Regions from separate parts of the Sus scrofa genome. Here region 2 is linked to region 1. A link is a contact called in public Hi-C data. All regions are on one chromosome and are shown on one strand. The core of a region is the stretch at or near the end of the contact, and the rest is flanking DNA. Distances in the headings are between cores, read along the strand shown.

Region 1 (3,966 bases), core at 122-2,621:
TAGAATAAAACTTTTTTTGTTTAGTATTAATACAATAGAAAAAAATGTCATTTTTTTGTTTGCTAATACTTTTTTGTTATATCAACTGAATATAGTGGTGATGTGGATCAGTTTTAATGCCACTTTTGTAAGTTGTGCAACCTTGTCCTTGCTTTTTCATTCGAACTGTTCTCCACACTGAAGATACCAGCTCCTGAGTGTGAAGTTGACCTACATAGAAGGCGTCTTGGTTGATTCTTTTTGTTGATCCTGAGTCATTTTACTGTTGCCCTTCTCTCCACTTGAGATGAGGTTTTGCATATGATAAACATTTTGTGACCTTCTGAACTGAATATGGATGTGGAAATCCAAATTTCTTACTTGATTTTGTTACTAAAAGTTCTCTTTTGTTACTTTTCATTATGGGGGGACTTAGAATAATGGTTTTACTTCTCCACTACTGACAAAGTATAAATTCTTTAACTTAATCTTAGTACAAGACTTCTTTAATTATAAGGAGTTCCCTGGTGGCACAGTAGGTTAAGGACCTGGCATTGTCACTGCTATGGCTCTGGTTATTGCTATAGCAAGGGTTTGATTCCTGGCCTGGGAACTTCTACATGCCACAGGTATGGCCAAGAAAAAAAAATCTTATTAAATTATGTTTCTTTCTCTTTCTTTCTTTTTCTTTTTTTTGCTCTTTAGTGCCACACCTGCAACATATGGAAGTTCTCAGGCTAGGGGCCGAGTCTGAGCTACAGCTACTGGCCTATACCACAGCCACAGCAATGTGGGATCTGAGCTGAGTCTGCAACCTATACCACAGCTCATGGCAATGCTGGATTCCCGACCCACTGAGCAAGGCCGGGGATAGAACCTGCATCCTCATGGATACTAGTTAGATTCATTTCCTCTGGACCGCAGTGGAAACTCTGGATTCTTTAAGTATATAATGAGGGCTGTGAGAGGTTGAGACAATTATGTTCATACATGAAATGCATCCTTTCTAAAGGATGCTGATTTTTCTGATATTTGCTATTTGTATGTGAAAGCTTTGCCATTTATTCTACTTTTTCCTTGTGCTGAGAAAGTCAAGAAAAAGCATTTTTTCTTAAGCTCCTCCACTGACAGGGTTTCAGCAGTCACAGAAACTACTTTTTTTTTTTCATTTAGCAGATAGATGCCCCTGTGCCCTTCATGATACTGGCTTGCAGGGAGCCCATTCTTGGGTTTAGCAACCTTGTCAGTTACTGAGTCTCATCCACGTGCTAGCATTTTTTACATGATCCTCTGCTGAGCAGATCTGAGAATTGAGGAATTACTCTAACAGCTACAGTGCTTGTTGAAGAAGCAAGCAGGGTCACTAGTGTACAGGGACAGCATAACCAATCCTAATTGTTACTGTTTAAAACTTGGTGATCCTGGCCAAGAAAGTACTGAGATCCAGGATGTGAGAGCTGTGATGCGTATTTTTGGGCACTTGTGGCACATGACCAGTAGTCTAAGTATTGGTGCTGATAGCTTTTTACAGGGAGTGCCAGCCTCATTTGGTCCTGCCACTGTGTGAGGTCTGTGGGCAGAGGGCCAGTGAAGCACAAAGCCCAAACCTCAGAAAGCAAATTTGGCTCTGGTAACTTCTTTTAGAGACTGCTTCATTTCTTTAAAGAAAGCAGCAGTATTTTTGTTTAGCCCTAAAAAAAATCCAGTTCTTCAAAGCTGGTTTTTAAGTGCAAAACTTACAAAAGGTCAATTTTTTGAAAAATAAATAAAACATATACAATCTAATAGTTCATAGGATTCTGGAAAGTACACAATTTCATTGGTGCTAATAACTCTGCTCTTAAAAGAATTCTACTTGAAAAAGAGTGGGGGAGAAAGCCAGTGTTTAGGGAGTTATAAATAAATAGAAGTCTGTCTGAGAAATTGTTCTGGAAAAGAGAGTTATAGGAACTCGGGGACAAGCATAATATCATGTTATCAGATTGGAATGGGAGAGACATGGGTTGACATTAAGGTCTCGTTAGATTACCACCCCTTATTTGCATGATGTGTTGAGGTGAAGAATTAGCTGTGACCCCGAGCGTTAGCCAGGGTCCCCAGATGCAGGGACCCTCCATCTTCCTGGGGAATTGCTGAGTCATCTCCGAGACCCAGGGCGGAGTGTGTGGAAGGGGCATCTGTGGAAGGATCCTCAGTGACGCTTTCCACCTAAGGTGCTATTTTGCTTTTTCTCAGCATTATTGACAAGCCTTCTGGCTTATAATTGGGGAACAGAGCTGGGATCCAGGAGGCCTGGGCTCGTTTGCATTTGTTACCAATGCAAAGCGGGCCCTCAATCAGTGTGCCTTCTCTCCTCTGTAAATGAGGGCATGAGATAGAGGAACCCACCATCCCCTGAGTGTAAGTAGTTAAACGTAAGTGGATACCTTCTTTCCAGAAGAAAATGTGAGCTTTGATGATTCTCTCATAATGGTTCAGAACTTCCAAAATGTCATATAATTCAGCCTATTTCAGTTGTCTTTTGCATATTCATATAAAGCCACAAGACTGACAGTGAGAACTTCTTAGAAAATACTTTATAGGTAGCAGGGTGCTTTCTGTATGTTTCTTTTGATTCTCACAAAAAAACATTTGAGGTAGGTTAGTTTGCCTACCTTACAGATGAAGAAATTGAAGTTCATGTTAAGAATTTTTCCTCCTGCTGTATAGCACAAGGAACTAAATCCAGTCACTTGTGATGGAACATGATGGAGGATAATGTGAGGAAAAAGAAGGTTTGTGTATATGTATGACTGGGTTACTTTGCTGTAGAGTAGAAATTGACAGAACACTGTAAATCAACTGTAATGGAAAAAAATAAAATCATAAATTTTTTTTCCCCCAAGTCTTTTAAGTGTAAGCAGCAGAGCCAGGATTTGAACCCAAGTCCTCTGCTTCAGGTGCCACACCCTCAGACACTGTTCATTCCCCAGGAAGGATGTTGGATGTCCTTAAGAATTTCTGTATGCCATGGTCATGGCCATCACCACCCCTCCATCTGCTCTGCCACTCCAGTCTGGTCTAACAAAGACATCTTTTTAAGGTTCAAACCGATTCATGTACTTCCTCTCTGTACAGATGTTCTTGTCTGGCACTCAAAGCCCCTTGAAATATGCACAGCTGCCCTTTCAGTCTCGTCTGATCTTTAACTCTTACTCTGGTCCTGGAGTTCTCTACTGAATTCCCCTCAAACACCCTTAGGTTAATTACCCAGTGCTTTTGGTGGCACCCTTTCTATCCCTCATTTCCTGCTTCTGTGTGTCCATTGCTTACCAATCTTTAGGGCCGAATCCAGATCCTCCTTCTCTGTCCAGCCTTCCCATAAGACTCCCACTATACAATCTAAATGGGTCACAGAGAAAATTCATAAGATCAAAATATGTGTTCAGCCACCTTGTAACTTTTAAAAATTGTTTAATTTAGATGAAGTCCAAGCTGTACATTTGCAGCTAGAATGCTAATATTAGAGAGCAGTGTGATTTCATTTGATTCAATTGAAGTAAGTTGGTAGCATTTGAGAACATTTACAAATGCCTGTCATTCCTAATTTTTAAAAAGTAGTTGCCATGGAAATAAATATCAAGGATATTTCAAGAGTACAGTTTATAACTTCTCTACTAAAACTTCAAGAATTTAGTTCAGTAACTCATGAACAGATCTGATAGGTCTGACTTTAGAAAGCCAAAGTTAAGCTGCAATGCTTAGGACGTGGATGGCTCTCCTGGAGCTAACAATAACCATTACCCAGGTCAGAGTTCATGTGTCACAATTAAATCTAGAAGACTGATTTATCAGATATCACAGCCACAAGGTCCTGAGTCACCATGAGTGGCAGTTTGTTAATACCTTGCTAAAACTGTTACTTTTCTCAGCTTGAGTTGATATTACTATCAGAAATTTTGAACAAAGCTAAAATGCCAATAGCTTCCTACTGAAGGGATGAGGGAG
Region 2 (3,925 bases), core at 318-2,817, 87 kb after region 1:
GATTTTCTGTCTCATCACCAACGCAGTCCTTGCCTCCAAACTGGGGTGCGGGGTTGTTACAGAGCCGGCTACGTCTCTGTACCCCTCCTCCACAGGTGACGGAACAGATGTCCCATGGTGACCAGGGTCCCCAGCCTCCATTGACTGTAAGAAAATGAACCACAGGTGGAAGTTAAGGCCAATTTTCAAACACTTTACCTTCACAAAAGGTTCTCCTGTGTTTGTTCAAGAAATCTCTGCTACCCTGACACATAGGAAGAATGTTTGGGAAGAGAGTGAATCTGAAGTGGTTCTTCCTGTTTTTCATTAAAGGGAGCTGCTGAACATGTAGGACTGTGCTTCTTTCTATTTTTCTCTAGGAAGGAAACTTTCCCCCTCCACAACCCACCAAGCCAGAGGCTGTGGATGCCAGACGGCCAGCTGGGCAGAGCTGCCAGGCAGTGTGCACACTTACTGGGGCAGGCGTCTCTCTGGCAGGCTTTGGTCTCCCGAGCTTCACCCTCACATGGCTTCCCATTCATTTGGGGACTGGGAGAGTTGCAGAGCCGGATCCTTGTGATCACACCATCTCCACATGTGACAGAACAAGACGACCACGGGGACCAGTGGCTCCAGCCGCCGTCCTGTTTAACTAAAGTACAAAGCTGATGGTTAGACGGTGCTTCCCACCAGCCACTCTGCGCTGCTTTAAGTGCGTTATCTAAACAAAATCCTCAAATAGCCCCATGGAGAACTATTCTTATCCTAATTTGCAGATGATGAAAGAGCCTCAGAGAGGGTAAGCTGTGCTCACGGATGCACAGGTAAGGGGGAGAACTGGGCTTAGATCCAGAGCCTAGAACCTGTACCCTTAACCTCTATGCAGTGGAGTTGCTATTGGTGATACTGAGGACAGGTCAGTTCCCCACAAGCCTAAGCGGCCAGGCTGCTTACATCTCTTGTCACACTCCTGAATGTGGCAGGTCCGAGTCTGCACGGAGGAGCCCTCGCATCTGTTGTTGAGGCTGTCACAGGAGCGGCCACGCTGCTGGATGCCATTGCCACACGTCACAGAGCAAGAGGTCCACTCAGACCATGGGGACCAGCCATCGTCAGCAGAGTCGCTGGCTGCAGAGGAAATGGTTCCTTTAGTGTTCAGTCCTTAAAACAAACTATTCTTTTAGATTTCTCTGCTCAGAACTTTCTTCTCTCCCCAAGGGGTGAAGAGCAATATATTTCTTAGGCCAGTGGCCAAGGGGTTTATCCCTGATCTTTCCATGCACAGCCTTGGGATCATCGCATGCTTTGCCTGGGTCAGTATAGCTGAGCTTTCTCCCAGCACGTGTTCCTCTTCATCCCTGCCTCCTTCCGACTCTCTGCATTTTCACTGAGTTTCCCTTTCCTGACTGAAGACACCTCGATAGGCATTTCCAGCCCAGCCTCGATAGGCATTTCCAGCCCAGCCTCGATAGGCATTTCCAGGCTTCCAAGAATACTTGAGTTTTAGGCAACTTAGAGGAGTCACTTTGAGGGGAGCCAGAGACCATGTGTTTGGCAGATGCGCCTGAAGGCAGCAGAGCTGCTGTTGGCTGTAGCTCTGGCTTGGTCATGAGGTTAGTCAGCATGTTGCTTCTCTCACCCTAGTATGTGGGGCTTTTTCTGCACATATTTTCACAAGAGGAAAATGTGTTTGTTTACCATCTGCCCAGGCACCATGACTACAATCACATCTCACTGTATCAGACACGAGACAGGGGACTTGTCCTCTCCTGCCATCAGTTGGACGTTTTCCTAGCACTCCCTGATTCAAATTCGGAGCTCTGCTAGTCCCCAGCTAGCTTTGTTCCCTGTACCCACACCTGAAGTGGATTTTGAACAGAAAGTGCTGAACAAATGATTACAGCAGTGCCCATGTCACTAACATCTCTGGAGATGACTGCTTATTCTGAGCTGTGGTCAGTGTGCAAAGGTGTGTGTGTGTTGGGGGGAACTGGGGGGTGTGGGTGTGAAGATAAGTGCTTCATTCCTGTTTTATTTAGCTTAGTCTTGATGAATCATTTTAATGATTTGTACCTACTCTATTGTCCCAGCAAAGTGATACAACAAAACCCAGGGATTGGGTGCAATGAAACAGTACAGTGCCCTAGTTCATGGAGGACCCTGAAACTCAAACTGCTGTTTTCTCTGAGGTCTCTTAGGCCTGTAGATAAAATGGGCAGAACTTTCAGGCCCAGGTAAGTCCAGTGCTCGCAGCAAAGCCCATCAATTTCTCGGTGAGCAGATTTTTCTTCACTCTAGGCCATAAGGTCAAATTCTATCTTAGAGCTTTGCTGCCACAAATTCACCTCTCCTTTCCTCAAAGCATTGAATCATACTCAGTAAGCTATACCAAGACTGTTGCCTGTCCCATAATCCAGGGGGAAGTAATTAAGTTGAATCATGATAGAGTTTTTGGCTCTATGTGGCAGACAGGCCAGATGCTACAGCAAAAAACTGAAGGGAAACAGCTGATGGAGGTGGGGGTGGGGTACTGGCATTATGTTCTGCTGTCCACTGTTTAGGTAAAGCTGAACCAGTAGTCGAAGCAGGGTTAAGTTTTAGGAACTTACGCCAACACCGAGGGCAGCATTCTCCATCAGGAACTGTGGCATTAGAGCAGGGCATGATGGGGCAGGACACTTTTTTGCAGATGGTAACTGAGTTCTGCCGGGCAAGAGTGACAGAGAAATAGGTTACTAGGCATACTGCAAGCAAAAGCTGACAAACTGTCACATTTCAATTACAAAAGTAAACGTGGTCAGGGTTGTAAGTGCTCTAGTGGAATGATTTTAATACAAGATCTGCCTCTGTCATGTTGGCAGCCATCAACAATGTAGAGACAGTTCTAGTGCTAGTTGCTTGTCACTCCATCCCTCGGAGAGTTCTTTCTTAATTGCCACTTAGTCATTTCTTCATGCACAGGAGCATTAAGAATTTATCCAATGGGAACCACCACACATTATGGGTCAGATCTATCACTCTGTGTCTGAATTCAAACTCATAAAACTCATCCAGGAAGGACCTTAAAATTTAAACATTTTATTTTTATGGGGGAAAGATCAATGAGCATTTTGTTTTCTCAGGAATAGCTCTAGCTTTAGATTATACTGGACAAGAATGGGAATTTAGTAAATTTTGGTTCCCCAATCCATGATTTGTTTTAAGTTTGACTTTACTCAATGAGCTAGGTAATTCCCTCAAACCTCCCTGTTCCTGCCATTAGGCACAGCTAGATGGATACACACACTGTAGGCAGTGCCATCTGAGCTAGGTATGTTATAGCTCAGATGTTGGGCTAAGTGATTTCAACAGCAATCAGTACTGTATTAAGAGCATCTACTTGTCATAGCTGAATACAAATCAGGGGTGAGGAAAAAAGTTTCCACTAGGCTTTTTTTTTTTTTTTTGGCTATGCCCACAGCATGTGGAATTTCCCAGGCTGGAGATCAAACCCATGCCCACAGCAGCGACCAGAGTCACTTCAGTGACAACGTCAGATCCTTAGCCTGCTGCACCACAGGAGAGGTCCTCCACTAGGTTTTACTTACCTGACATCCAACACTTAGCCCTTGAACTAAAGCAGGCAAGTTATTTAGACGGTTTAGTGGATAGATATGGCCTTTCAGATACCTAGCCTGGGGTATAATTAGCCCGGGGTTGAAACACATTGAGTATTTAAGGATTTTATAAAGGTCATAACTAGACCTTAAAAAAAAAAAAAAAAAAAAAAAAAAAAAGGCACCACTTTGGGATCAGGCCACGGAACATAAAAAGAGCCTGTGTGGCCATCTGGATCTTTCCCCACAGCCTGTGGCTTCAGATGTGTCATGGATTAGAGTTTCTGTCTGTAGAGACCACTTACCTGACAACGACACTCAGTGCAGCTGTCCACTGTCCACTCCTCGTT

What was found. Hi-C and Micro-C count contacts between places; a contact is called where the count stands out from the background.
Region 2: a contact with region 1 is called in a Hi-C map of heart right ventricle, with 3 times the contacts expected there. The contact joins two enhancer-like sites. A contact is called at or near these places in 1 of 5 promoter capture datasets (liver) and 2 of 47 Hi-C or Micro-C datasets (embryonic fibroblasts and heart right ventricle).

The regions. Positions count from the first base shown.
Region 1 is chr1:131,651,945-131,655,910 of Sscrofa11.1, forward strand. The region is part of intron 10 of FSIP1 (fibrous sheath-interacting protein 1); the gene reads left to right. Among named protein-coding and RNA genes, the nearest start is that of THBS1, 92 kb to the right of the region's middle. Within about 2 kb of position 1,372, at least 2 of the 83 cell types and tissues checked have an H3K27ac peak or open chromatin away from gene starts, as enhancers often do.
Region 2 is chr1:131,738,999-131,742,923 of Sscrofa11.1, forward strand. THBS1 (thrombospondin 1) reads right to left here. Exons shown (of 22, transcript NM_001244536.1): 6 at 3,881-3,925; 7 at 2,589-2,682; 8 at 934-1,107; 9 at 455-631; 10 at 1-144. Among named protein-coding and RNA genes, the nearest start is that of THBS1, 5.1 kb to the right of the region's middle. Within about 2 kb of position 1,568, at least 10 of the 83 cell types and tissues checked have an H3K27ac peak or open chromatin away from gene starts, as enhancers often do.